Regions from separate parts of the Sus scrofa genome. Here region 1 is linked to region 2. A link is a contact called in public Hi-C data. All regions are on one chromosome and are shown on one strand. Each heading gives the region's core, a stretch centred on a gene start, on an enhancer-like site or on the middle of the called end of the contact. The rest is flanking DNA. Distances are from core to core; before and after follow the strand shown. Region 1 overlaps LOC102167132 (a long non-coding RNA gene). Region 2 has its middle 210 kb from the start of ANTXR2.

Region 1 (6,665 bases), core at 460-2,959, 700 kb after region 2:
ATATTTTTAATCATATACCACCACCAGGAAAAAAACTTGAGCATATATATATATATATACACACACACACACATACATACACACACACTCAATACCAAAAATGCATATTTCCTTATTTATAAACAGGTAACACCATACTACTAAAGTGTGTGTGTATATAATATACTGCTACTATATTCGCATAGTGTATATCTATATGTAGATGGAGAGAGAAATTAGGTACATACAAATATTGAAGTTAAGAGGCATGACATGAAAAATAAGTAGTACTAAACAGAGTAAGAGAGTTCAAAGGACAGAACGAGACCCTTCAATCAATAACTTCAGGGACAGTATCAAAGAAGACAGGTCGCTGCTCTTCTGCAGGGGGCGTCCTCATGTGAGCTCGCTTAGCACATCCGTGGCCTCAATGCGGCTCCAGCCGCTCGGGCCCCACCCACTGCTCACGCCGTCACTGATGGAACTGCCCTGTTCCTCCTTATGACTGCAGCACACAAGATCCCCAGGTGTCAAAGAGCAGTGTCAGCTAGTGTGACACAAACGATTTAGAATGCCAGTGTAGGAGACAGAGAAAAATAGTTTTGCTTCAGAAAATCCAAAAGCACCATAGCTTTAATTTTGTGTGGAAATTTAAGAGACTTCAGGATACTGACCGAAGCTTAAGTAGGGGGAAAAAAAAAACCATTATTACCCACAAGTTCTTTTTCCACATGACAAGGAAAAGCCAAATTCGCCACATTATTGGCAACCATCCTTATATCACTAAAAAGAATGATCTTATCATTGACAGATGCTAAGACTCAGTGGTTTGAATCACACCATGTGTCACAAATTAAAAGGGCTGAAATCACAACAGTGCTAATATGGAAAAGAACAGGAGAAAAACAATTGCTAGGAGCTGCAGGACCAACACTTAAACGTAACCACACATACTAGCTCCAAAAAGCTGTGCATAACATACTAGTCTAGGTATGCATTGAGCAAGTCCTGGTCCGCTCTGCATAAAGCTTTCAATGGAAAAAATCCATAATATGCTTTTTATTACCAGTAAAATATATATATGTAAATTTATACATAGGAAAAAATATAAGAATATATACTGAGCTGTTGACATTACTTGTATATGGAAGGGAGTTAGAAAAATGGAAACTTTTACCTTCTTCAAGTTTGAATTTTATAAGGATAATCTACTTTTTTTTTCACGGCTGCATCCCCAGTGTATGGAAGCTCCCAGGCCAGGGATGGAATCAAGCTGCAGCTGCAGCAACGCTGGATCCTTTAACTCACTGTGCAGGGGCCAGGGATCAAACCTGTACCTCCACAGCAAACTGAGCTGCTGTAGTCAGACTCTTAACCCAGTGTGCCACAGCAGGAACTCCCAATTTACTATTCTTATATCTGGAAAAAGATGTATAACTACTTCTAACAAACAAAAAAATCTTTTGAAAGAAATCACATTATGGCGTGGTTAAAAAAATACCAATTTAAAAGTCAGCAGACCTGGGTTCAAAAGATCAATGCTGCCACTCACCAGCCATGAAATGAGTAGTCATTAATACTGGTGCTAGTGCTGGGGCTGGTAGTGGTTGCTGCTGCAGCAAGAAAATTCAGTCAGTTGACTCCAGAAGACCCCTTAAAGGTGTCACCTCTTCTGCGACTCGGCTTCTCTCACATATACCGTGTTCCAGCACTGCCCCCTACCCGCGACAGGTAGCACTACAACCTGGTCAACAAAAGGTTTTTTTCCCCCACCGATGACAGAGGAGGCACATACTAAAAACACCACGTAATGACGTGAGTCTTTACTGAGGCCCCTCGATTTCCCCCCGGCCCGCCGCTAGAGGATGGGCACGCGAAACTGCCTGGTGGGAGATGACACATGGATCGAACGGTCGTCTCTGGCAAATGAGATCCATGACCCCTCACAGGGAGGCTCCCCGGCCAGGGACCCGGGAGAGGGCCCAGTCTCTCTGCCCTGCTGCTGAGTGGCTGCTCCAGACCTGAGCAGTCCCGGGCTCTAGTCCCGCCTCCCCTCTCCACAGCGCCGCGCCCAGGACAAACCCTTTAACTCATTCCAGCTGCCTGTGTAAACGTGAGGCTACCTTTTCTGGCTGTACTTCGTGAGCTCAGGCAGAGTGATTCTTGGGTAGCTTCTTGAATTTAATTTCAGCAAACACGTAGCAAGCACTATTATGTACCAGATACTATGTCAAGAGCTGGACGTGAGTGAGATGTGGCCCTTCCCCTTAAGGTGCCACATAACAGCATCTCAAATCGGGACACAGAAGTAAAACAAGACCATTGTCATTTATAGGTTGATTTGTTCATGTTAAAAGGAAGCATTCATGGGCCTTATGCTCAAGGAGCTTATTAATATTTGCTATACACTGATTTACAGAAATTGAAGTGGGAGGTGGGACTTTTGAAAAATCCTTTTGTGAGTCTGCACACACTTAGTAAGCATTTCCTATGTCTTAGTCCCTAGGCCTGATGCCAGAGAACAAGAAAGATGAAAACTACGTCTCAGAAGCTGAAAGGAAACAAACAAACTAGAGAGCGAGGCAGTAAGTACCCTGCTCAGGGCGATCATCCATCTGTTCCCGAGTATTTGGTTTTCCTATCCTCACCCGCAGCACATGGAGGTTCCCAGACTAGGGGTCGAATCAGAGCTGTTGCTGCCAGCCTGCAGCACAGCCACAGCAACTCGGGATCCGAGCTGTGTCTGCGACCTACAGCACAGCTCACGGCAACGTCGGATCCTTAACCCACTGAGTGAGGCCAGGGACCAAACCGGCGTCCTCATGGATACTGGTTGGGTTTGTTTCCACTGAGCCACAGCAGGAACTCCTCTTCCTAGAGGATCTGAGGAGTCCTTCCCTGAGGAATGACACAGGATCAGATCTTAATGGGTCATTTCTTGCTAGGTAAAGAAAAGAAGAGAGAGGGGAGGGGGGGAAGGAGTTCCCAGCGTGACTCAGCGGGTCAAGGACCTAATGTTGTCTCTGTGAGGATGAGGGTTCGATCCCTGGTCTGGCTCAATGGGTTGAAGATCTGGCATTGCAGCGGGCTGTGGTGTTGGTCGCAGATGCGGCTCAGATCCAGTGTTGATGCAGCTGTGGCGTAGGCCTGCAGCTGCGGCTCCAATTCAACTGCTGGCCCAGGAACTTCCAAATGTCACAGATGTGGCCATAAAAAGAAAAAAAATGAGAGAAGAAGAAGAGGGGGGTTAGCCAGGACCACCACCAGACAGACGGGGAGAAAGGAGAAAGAGAAGCAGAGGGTCCCGACTGTACCAGGCTTAATCCAGCATAAACATGCTGGAATTCAGAGGCCCCTGAAAACTGCAGTGGCAACTTTATGAAAATGCACTGACTGCTGGGAGAGTCTCAGATCATCTATCATGAATAAAGGCTCTGCAGACAAACTTAATTGAGAATAAGGAATGTGGGCACGCCCTGAAGACCCCCCCCCGCCCCCGTGAGCAGGGATTGCAGGGGACGGCGAGGACCAAATCAAACTTGTCATCTGTGCTCAGGGACTGCTGGCTCCTGAGAGCCCTGCTGTTTGGAGGTTCTCAAATTTTAGTGAGGGAAAGAATCAATGTTGTTTCTTGTAATGTTTTTTTTAAGCCGCATCCTCAGCATATGGAGGTTCCCAGGCTAAGGGGTCAAATCAGAGCTGCAGCCGCTGCCCTACGCCACAGCCAAGCCGTGTCTACGACCTATACCACAGCCCACGGCAACAGCAGATCCTTAACCCACTGAGCAGGAGCCACAACCTCATGGATGCTAGTCGGATTCCTTATCGCTGAGCCATGATGGTAACTCCTCTTTCTTAGAAATTCTCCAGAGAATCTGGTTCTATAGTTCAGAAGAAAGCCATGACTAAGATTTTGCTCTTCTTTCCCCCTTAATTCAGACGTGGATAATTAAGAGACCACTCTCAAGGAAGGCCTGCTTTGGAGCTGTACCCAAGGGTCAGATGAAAGAGGTAAAGCTTCACAGCTCTGAGATACAAAACCCGAAACGTCTCAGAAGTGTGCCAGCTAATCGGAAGCTGCCCCCAATATGACACACTGACTCACCAGAGCCACAGACAGAGCTGCAGGGATAAAAAGATTTTGTGCATTTGCCCAGAACCATCAGGAAAGCCAGGAAAGCCTACAAGAGTGTTTTCGTAACTATCAAGAGAGAGCCATTAAAAACTTGCTCCTTCTGGTTATGTGGCTAATTCTGCTTTAGGCGTCCACCCTGTCCTGCATGTTTCTGAAGGGCTGTTCGGGCAGCACCGGCCATGGCCACAGACGGAAGGAGAAGCGGAGGCCCAGGTGGAGGCACCTGAGGCTGAAGAGCTCCACCCCCACCCAGGAACCAGACTGACTTGACCAGTCACCCCCCACCCCCAGCTCAGCCACACCAGCCCCTGTGAGGAGAGGGAAGAGAAGTCAAAAATGAGGTAGAGAGGGTGCTTCAAAATGAGGCAGAAGGGGCGGGGAGAAGCTTCATCCATCTAGGGGGCTAAAGCTTGCCTTTCAAGAGAAATTCCGTTTCAGTTTTCCTGAGGAAGATAGGACAACAAATTATCTTCTTTTAGGTTCAAGATAAGCTAAAACCGCAAAAGCCATTCAAAAAATATGTGAACATAATCACCAGGGTTTCTATTTTTTTTTTAATTAACTTTCTAGCAATCAGGCTGATTCATATTTAGGAAGTTCAGTTCAGGTACAGGCAACAAACTGATTTTTTTTTAAGCCTTAGTGTACCAACTTTATTTTTTTTTTAATGATTTGTATTTTTTCCACCATAGCTGGTTTACAGTGTTCTGTCAGTTTTCTCCTGTACAGCAAGGTGACCCAGTCACACATACATGTATAGGTTCTTTCTCTGACATTATCCTGCTCCATCATAAGTGACTAGATACAGTTTCCAGTGCTATACAGCAGGATCCAACTTTAAAATCATTTCCTCGGCCCTATCTCAGTGCTAAGGCTCAGGGCTTGACGGGTAACATTCTGCAGGAAAAGAGTGACACCTGCAGGAGTCCTGGGTCACTGCATGTTAAAATCCACGGGCGTTCTCAAAAATCAAACTATTCATCAGAGCACAGGTTACAAACTCGACCCGTTGCCTGGCATACAAAAGACTCTCAACAAATGATGATTGTCACTTGTGTGAAGGTGATGCAGTTGGAATGCCTTTGCGATGCGTTTCTTGAAATCAAAAAAAAAAAAAACCCAAGGATGAAAAAAACAGGGTCAGAGGCTATTCAAATTACTCAGAACCATTCTTCTGCTCTTCAGAGAAACCCTTCCAGACAAATGAGAATCGGCCTTGTCTTTAAAGACTTATAGAAAGAAATTCCACGAGCTTCCCCATCCACACCCTGGCTCTACAGTCTTCAGCAGAGCCACGTTTAGGCAAACTTCATCGGGCATGTAAGTTTAATGTAAGGAGCTCTGCCTCTCCTTTCAGAATAGACACCGCTCCCCATTTTAGAACATCTATTCAGTGAATATTTGTTGTGCACCCACCATGTTCCGGTCACTGCAGTATTCAGGCTCCACACATTGGTGAGCAATGGTGAACCAGGCAGGCTTCCTGTCCATGGGGAGTTTACGGTCTGCTGACCCTGCCAGACTCCAGGGTGCTCCTGCTTCCTTTTCCTGTGTCCCATCTCTTTTTTGTCAGCTCCTCTTTTGTTCTGCCTTGGAAACACTAGATGCCAGGAACGTCCCATAACCTTCCCTGCACCCAGCAAAACCGCCTGTGCTTCATTTTCTCCATCTTCTGATTCAGGTAGCAAGTAGCTGATCTAGTTAACTACTCAATGCCAAGGGCTAAGGGATCGCAGAACCAAGGTAATCCGAACACGTTTTAACGGGGTTTCCCTGAAGAAGACTAACCATCATCACTGAGACCTCTGGGTTGGACCTACAGAGACGATATTCCAAGTCGGGCAGAGCCTGGTATAGCCCTCCGTCCCCCACGTGGTACCTAGTCCTCCAGAGAATAGAGCCAGCCTTCACTTTTCTGTTTTACACCACTGTTTTTGTTGTTTGTTCTTTGTTTTGTCTTTTTTTTAGGGCCACACCTGAGGCATACGGAGGTTCCCAGGCTAGGGGTCCAACTGGAGCTGCCGCTGCCGGCCTAGGCCAGAGCCACAGCAATGCCAGATCTGAGCCAAGTCTGCGACCTACACCACAGCTTACGGCAACGCTGGATCCTAACCCAATGAGTGAGGCCAGGGATCGAACCCATGACCCTATGTTCCCAGTCGGAGCTGTTTCCACTGCGCCACGATGGGAATTCCTACACCCCTGTTTAAACAGATTTTCTTATTAGCCTCAATAGAGTTGAAATGTATGCCCAATCACTGTATTATGGAGTAGCTCCTTTAAATTTCCGGTAAATGTCTCTTCTCATTATCCCTTCTGACATAAAAAGCCTCTCTAGAATAATCCAAAATGCCATTGAAAAGTACAAAATTATGGCAACTTGCATTTTTTTGTCAATTAGGTTTATTGTCCTAAATTTTGCAGAGCAAGTAGTCAGGTAGAAAGGCTACCACTTCTCCTTCTCAATTTTAATATTTTTTTTAAAAATCTACTAAGGTATCGTTGATTTACAATCCTTACCAATTTTATAAATTCCAATCAGATACAAGAT
Region 2 (6,885 bases), core at 588-3,087:
CTCCTGGGAGTTCCCATCATGGCTCAGTGGTACTGAACCCGACTAGTATCCATGAGGACATGGGTTCAATCCTGGCCTCACTCAGTGGGTTAAGGATCTGGAGTTACTGTGAGCTTCAGAGTAGGTTGCAGATGAGGCTTGGATCCCGTATTGCTGTGGCTGTGGTGTAGGCTGGCAGCTACAGCTCCAATTCAACCCCTAGTCTGGGAACTTCCATATGTTGTAAGTGTGGCTCTCAAAAAAAAAAAAAAAAAAAAAGACAAAAAAATTAAACACACAAATATATGCTATTAAACAAGGAACTTTATTTTATTTTAGGGCCACACCTGTGGCACATGGAAGTTCCCAGACTTTCATGGGGTCAAATCAGAGCTACGCTGCTGGCCACAGCTGCCAAAGTCACAGCAAATCGGATCCAAGCTGCATCTTCAACCTACACCACAGGTCATGACAAGGTAGGATCCTTGACCTACTGAGTACTAAGCAAGGCCAGGGATTGAACCCTCGTCCTCATGGAACTAGTCGGATTCGTTTCCACTGTGCCACGATGGGGAACTCCACCCAGGATCTTTACATCCTGGATCGGTCACAGAATCCTATTAGCCTGAGTAGCAATCTCGCTGGGAGACTTTACCGTAGCTGCCTTACCCACAAGGAAAGTGACACGACCAAGCTCCCACAGCTGAAGGTGGCAGAGCTGCTAACAAGACACGCTTTTTTCCCTGACTCCCGTTTCTATATTTTTTCCTCTGGTTTAAGACATTGAGCCAGGTCAATTTTGTTTTGTAGGATAACGGGTCATTTCTGGCTAATGCAGGATACTCAAAATCAGTCAGGTTATCACATTTCATTTCTTTTTTTAAGGGCCGCACCCTCAGCATATGGAGGTTCCCAGGTTAGGGGTTAAATCGGAGCTGCCACTGCTGGCCTACACCACAGCCACAGCCAGATCAGATCAGAACCACATCTGTGACTTATGATGCAGTAACGCCGGATCCTTAACCCACTGCAGGGGATGGAGCTCTCGCTTTCACAGGGATCCAGGCCACTGCGGGTGGATTCTTAGTCCACCGTGCCACAGCGGGGACGCCAAGAAGTTTTTTTTTTTTTATACCCGCCTTCAGGGGTGGTGAAATTATATAATGACATAACTGCAAGGCAGACAGGGTGATGATGGCTGAGGGACAGGGGGAACTAAATATTACAAATATATCTTTTCCCGTGTCAAAGGTGGCTTGTTAGCTTTGTTTTTTGATGTACTAGATTATCTCTAGAAAACCTTTCCAAAATTTAAACCCAGTTAACAGACAGACTCCTGAGATTTACATGCCAGTGAAAGTCTGTAGATTTGAGGAGACAGAATTAGAAGGAAGGGGCAGCGCCCGGTCCCTCCGGAGACCAGCCGTAGGCGAGACACTCTGACATCCGGAGAGGGCAGGGTTCGGGGGTTCAAAATCCAAACGAAAAAGACAATAGGGATTGACGATGCCAAAGGGAGGAGGCTTCGGCAGAAGCATCTGGCTCGCTTCAGAGTTGTGCTGAGGGCCTGTCCCGAAGACAGTACAATCATCTGGTGCAGTACTTTATGATGAGACACTGAACCATGGTCACAAGAAAGGGGAAAAATGTCAAAGGCCCCTCCCAGTGTGGCATAAATGACGGGAAAGCAGATCTGGGACAGAACACGTCGAGCGCTGTTTGCGTCCCCACCTCTAACCCTGCTGCCCAGAGCCGGCGGAGGCACAGCTCTGTTTTTGCGGCAGAGTCTCTGTAACCTTTCCTGCAGGCTTTCCCCTCAGCTGGATCCCAAGCGCCCTCCCAGTTCACAGCCTTGCATCATCTCCTCGGAACCCAGCCAGGAGGAGAGGGAACAGCTGGGAAGGGCTGACTGCAAAAAGCCCCAAGGATTCTACAGAGGCCCAGAAAGCCCCTTCGCTGAGTAAACTCCAGGAGCCTGAGGGCACTTGCATCAAACACAGTGGCAGCGTGAGGAGAGAGACGCCAAATGCAAGTGGGTTGGCGTGACCACTCTGCAGGGCAAAAGGCACGTGTCACGAGGCTCAAAGTTGTGTCTGTTCCTTGGTGTTTGGTGGCAGGACCACAGACGTGCTCACTGAAGCCGACGAACAGATGTTCTCGATTCAGCCAAAGGCCACGAGGCCCCACAGCAAATGCGGGGAGTCCCACTGTATTTTGATAATTGAAATACATATTTTAAAGACCCTTTCAATTGCTCGGTGTCACTGCACACATTATGAGTCATTTAAAAATGAATCTCTTTCTAAAATGACTCCTTTTACAAATTTTTCTATTACAGTTGATTTAGAATATTCTGTCCAGTTCTGCTGTACAGCAAAGTGACCCAGTCATGCAGCCACACATTCTTTTTCTCGTGTTATCTTCCATCGTGTTCCAAGTGATTGGATAGAGTTCCCCGTGCTGTGCTGCTGTGCGGCAGGACCTCACTGCTTATCCATTCTACATGTGATAGTTCACATCTCCCAACCCCAGACTCCCCGTCCTCCACTTTACTCAAAGTTGGGGATCAGCAGAGGTGACTATTATGTGCAGGAGGGTAAACAAGGCCTTTGCTGTACAGCACAGGGAGCTGTGGTCAATGTCCTGAGATAGCTCATGATGGAAGAGCATATGAACAAGAATGTATGAATATATACGTGTAACTGAATAGGGGGAATTAACAGAACGTTGTGCATCAGTGAGGCGTCGGTATAGTGGAAAAAAACTAAATTAAAATGACTCTAGTAGATTGTCAGCAGATCCATAACCTGAAATGAATTTATTTTAAGAGCGCATCCGTTGTTATCATTTAATCTGATCTCATTCCTCTCAATTGAAAGCCACCATTGCTGAATCGTGGCTTGGAGAGCTATGAAACTGTGTCCCCCTTCGATTCTGGTTATTTGAATAAACTTCATTGCTGTTACATGATTTACAAGCTGGGTCTTGCAGTGGAACTTTTTAGTTCCTCTGAGGCTGTGTAATTATAGCTACAAAATGGAGAGATCATCAGAATCTGCCTGATACAGTTGTTTGAGAATTAAATGGAATAATATATGCCTTGCGTAGCAAAATGCTGGCACATAGAAAGTGCTTAGGAAGGGTGAGCAATAATAATCTTTATCATCTCACCATCGTTACTCATTTAAATTCAGGTTAGTCAGAGAACACAGTAATTTTAAAATGATAAATTTTATGTTTGAATATAGCTTGTAACTTCCGATTATTAATATAATTATCACTACTCTCTAATTTGAAACTGTACAAAGACTTCAGTACCCTCCAAATTCGCTTGGCAAGGGAGTCATGTATACCAAGGGAGAGGTTTTTTTTTGGTAATTGTTGCAAATTTGAAAAACGCCTGGGTTTAATTTTCAGGCATGCTAACGTTTGATTTGTGACAAACCTAAAAATCCCAGTGACGAAGGTTTGTTGACAATCACATGCACATGAAACATCCTGTCCAGTCCTTCGTGTGGCAGCGGAGACTCTGATGTTCTCGAATCTGTGTATTCCGACACACATGGGAACGTTTGTGCACCAGCGTGGGATGAAAACGTGTGCCCCTCAGGGCGAGCCGGGAGCGCGTTTGTGAGCCTCCGGCCCATCTTGTGTGCCGTGCTGGAGGCAGCAGGTTCTTCAGCTTGGTTGGGAAATGTTCAGAGATGAGCGGAGGTGTTTTGAAATCAGAGAGGACTCGCGTCAGCGCTTCTCTGCGCAGCGCGGAGGCCTCCCTCTGTTCAAAGGCCAGCCGAGCACTGTCCTCGGAGCTTCCCGTCTGCCTCCCGAGGACGCAAATGTGAAATCCTTCCGGACCTGGAGACTTCGTAGGCTGGGTGTTTTAGACCTAGCCGAGAATAGTTTCCAGGCTGAGAATCCGATGTGACGGGAACGAAGCAGTTTTCTAAAAGCTTCAGATATAATGTCACTTGGGTAAGTCCTGACAGCATAACGGTTCCCAGGTGACTGTGTAGAATATAACACCTCAGAGTGGTTCACACTTGCGCGTTTGGGAAGCTCTTCCGTTCTGGCTTACCACGGCCTCAGCTTCCCTGGTGGTAATTTGTCTTAGACATGCTCGGAAGTCAGACTCTAAGACAAAGCTTTCTCCCTCGGTGGTCGATTCCTGGGTCGTTGTACAACCAGAGGCAGGTGATGCTGGAGGAGCAAGAAGAGGCGGTGGAGGGATGAGCAGGAGGGAGGGAAAGCCAGCACGGGCACTGAGGTGGCTACGCTCGGTTCTGTGGCTCCTTCCGAGACCCTTGTGGGACGCGTTGCAGAACGGACCGGCTGGACAACAAGAGCGGACATCTATTCTGTAGCTTCTGCCTCCCCTTGGTCAAGGGAAGGTTCACTGAGCCTCTCTTGCACCATTTTTTGGCTGCACCTGCAGCATGTGGCATGCACAGGTTTCTGACCGGGTTCCAACCCGAGCCACGGCAGTGACAGTGGCGGATCCTTAACCTGCCGCTCCGTGAGAGAACGCCTGCCTCTTGCATCTTTTTAAAAAACTTCCTTAAAAAAAGTTTTACTGAAAGTCTTACTGAAGTGGAGCTGATTTACAATGTCGTGACAATTTCTGCTGTACAACAAAGTGATTCAGGTAGACGCATACACACATCCATTCTTTTCCAGATTTTTCCCCACATAGATTATCAGAGTATTGGTAGAGCTCCCCGTGCGACACAGCAGGTCCCCGTTGACAGTCCCTTGCACTTTTGAATGATGCATAATTACTCACAGACTCATAAGTGCCTCAAACCCCCGACCAAACATAAAGCAAAAAAAACAAACCCGAACAGGCAGGAACTGAGAGATTTGCAACACAGGCCTGAGTCAAGTGCTGCCAGGTTGCACCTGCGAGAAGCGGCCTGAAACCTTCAAAGATCTGGTCTCCACGGCGGTTCTGGAGGAGGCTGTGGAGAGGCTTCGAGGTACCGTGCGTGGCTTTCACCCCTCGGTTCTTTCACTCCCTTTCCAGTGTCGCTGGTAGTGGCCAAACTCTCAAGGGCGAAACAAGGAGGATTCGTGGCATGACCTGTAACGAGGCCTAAAGCCGTAATCGGTGTCATCGCTCCTCCACGGTCCGTTCTGAATTCCCCTTGTATGTGGCAAGACGGCCTGGTTGTGTGGTTGGGGGAGCGAAGTTTCAGAATAAACACCACGTTTTGGAGGACTGTGCCTACGGCATCCTCCCGGGAGGCCACACCTCGGCGGGGCTTCCGCGAAGCCTTTCTTCTCTTCTAGTCTACCGTCAGCGACTCCACTCAGGCTGCTGAGTGAAGCGGTGTTCATTCTGTGAATATGTACCCATTCTTATATCGCTTTTGCTGTTAAATCAGTCTATTCTTTTCAAGATGAGGCAGATAGAAGAGGAAAGATATATGGTAAATTACAGGTACAGCTTTCTGTTCAATGTAAATAATGATTTTGTAGTGGATGCAACCCACAAGGGTAAAAAAAAAAGATTCTTTTTGTAAATCATTCAGTAAATCCAAACTGCTATGCAAATGCTACGATAGTTAATGAGGGTCATAGGGTAGGGATCTTTTGAGCCATCCAGACTAGTGAGAAGCTGTTCTTTGATGACAGAAATAGCCGGGCTGGTGGCCCAGTGTGTGGGCATCAAACGAGAATTGGAAATTCCCTGACTTTTGCTAACTTCTCCTCTCCTTCCTTCTCTGGAACAGCTGCCTTAGCTTCAAGACCTCAAGTACTGTGGGCAAATTTAGAAAAAAGAAAAGACAGTTCAAAATTCTGAATATGCACATATTGTAAGAATGATCTATAGTTACGAGTTTAAGAATCAAATCTTTTATTGCCTTCTCACCAGCTGCAACGTGTTTTGTACCAGAAAAAAATCTGCACTAAGGCAGTATGGTACATTTTTCAACTTTGAATAAAGACTAGTTACATTTCAAGAGAGGGTGAGAGCGAGAGAGAAAGGCAGGTGGGAGCGGCCTGCAGAATGTGCTCAGCCCCAGGGCAGGCCGGGCACAGCCAGCCGAGGAGGTCGAGGAAGGGGGCCTGTGCTGCTGCTGAAGCTCAGACAGTGAGCGCTGGAGCCACCCACCCAGGAGCCAGAGCAACAGGTGGGCTGCCAGAGCCTCAAAGTAGCTGGAATAAAATAACCCCGTGTGTTTAAGGACCCTCACTTCGGGAGGCGGCACGCAAACATGACAGCTTCCTCTTGCCGGCCTGATCCTCGCGTGCTCTGTTGTAAGGGTGTGTTGGATTTTGAGCACTTTTCAGTGGTGAAAGGCGTCCCCACAGATGACACTCTGGACACTCAGTTTACGACAGGGTGTGTCCACCCCCTGGCCCGATGAGAGGATCAGATCTGAATGTTTCAGTGACATCACTGAGAGGGACAATGAGGAAAACGTGCCGTTGGAACTAGAAGCGCAAACATGTCGCCCAGACCCAAGAGAGGCTCCTTCCACAGACCTCTCGGAAGAAGGTGCTGCCTTAACAGCGGCCGCCGCAAGAAGGAAGGCCCTGCTCCCACAAGGCGGTGCCCGCTCAGCCCGCAGGACCAGAGCTCAGCGCCCAGGAGTGCGTGCTCGGTGTTCCATCCTGCCTGCGCTGAACACGCGTGTACCGCACATCTTAAAAGATACGCAAACACAACCTGTTAGCATGGGGCAGTGTCGGAAGTGATGCCCTGCCGATGGTTCAGGCCTGAGGCAAATACTCTAACGGTCATGCTGGAGGAGGCTCTGTAGGTATAAGAGGAAAACCCAGGTGCCAACTCTGGAGTAGGTGGCACGAGCTGGAAGAGGTCCCCCATGATGGTCGGCGTTGGCATCAGGTGGTTGGCTGGTCTCCTCAGGGAAGGAGCCCCTCTGCTGCTGGTGGGAGGGCACT

What was found. Hi-C and Micro-C count contacts between places; a contact is called where the count stands out from the background.
Region 1: a Hi-C map of heart right ventricle shows a contact between it and region 2, with 3 times the contacts expected there. The contact joins two enhancer-like sites.

The regions. Positions count from the first base shown.
Region 1 is chr8:138,629,537-138,636,201 of Sscrofa11.1, forward strand. All of the region lies in intron 2 of LOC102167132 (a long non-coding RNA gene), which reads right to left. Among named protein-coding and RNA genes, the nearest start is that of PAQR3, 14 kb to the right of the region's middle. Within about 2 kb of position 1,710, at least 17 of the 83 cell types and tissues checked have an H3K27ac peak or open chromatin away from gene starts, as enhancers often do.
Region 2 is chr8:137,934,079-137,940,963 of Sscrofa11.1, forward strand. No RefSeq gene overlaps it. Among named protein-coding and RNA genes, the nearest start is that of ANTXR2, 210 kb to the left of the region's middle. Within about 2 kb of position 1,838, at least 11 of the 83 cell types and tissues checked have an H3K27ac peak or open chromatin away from gene starts, as enhancers often do.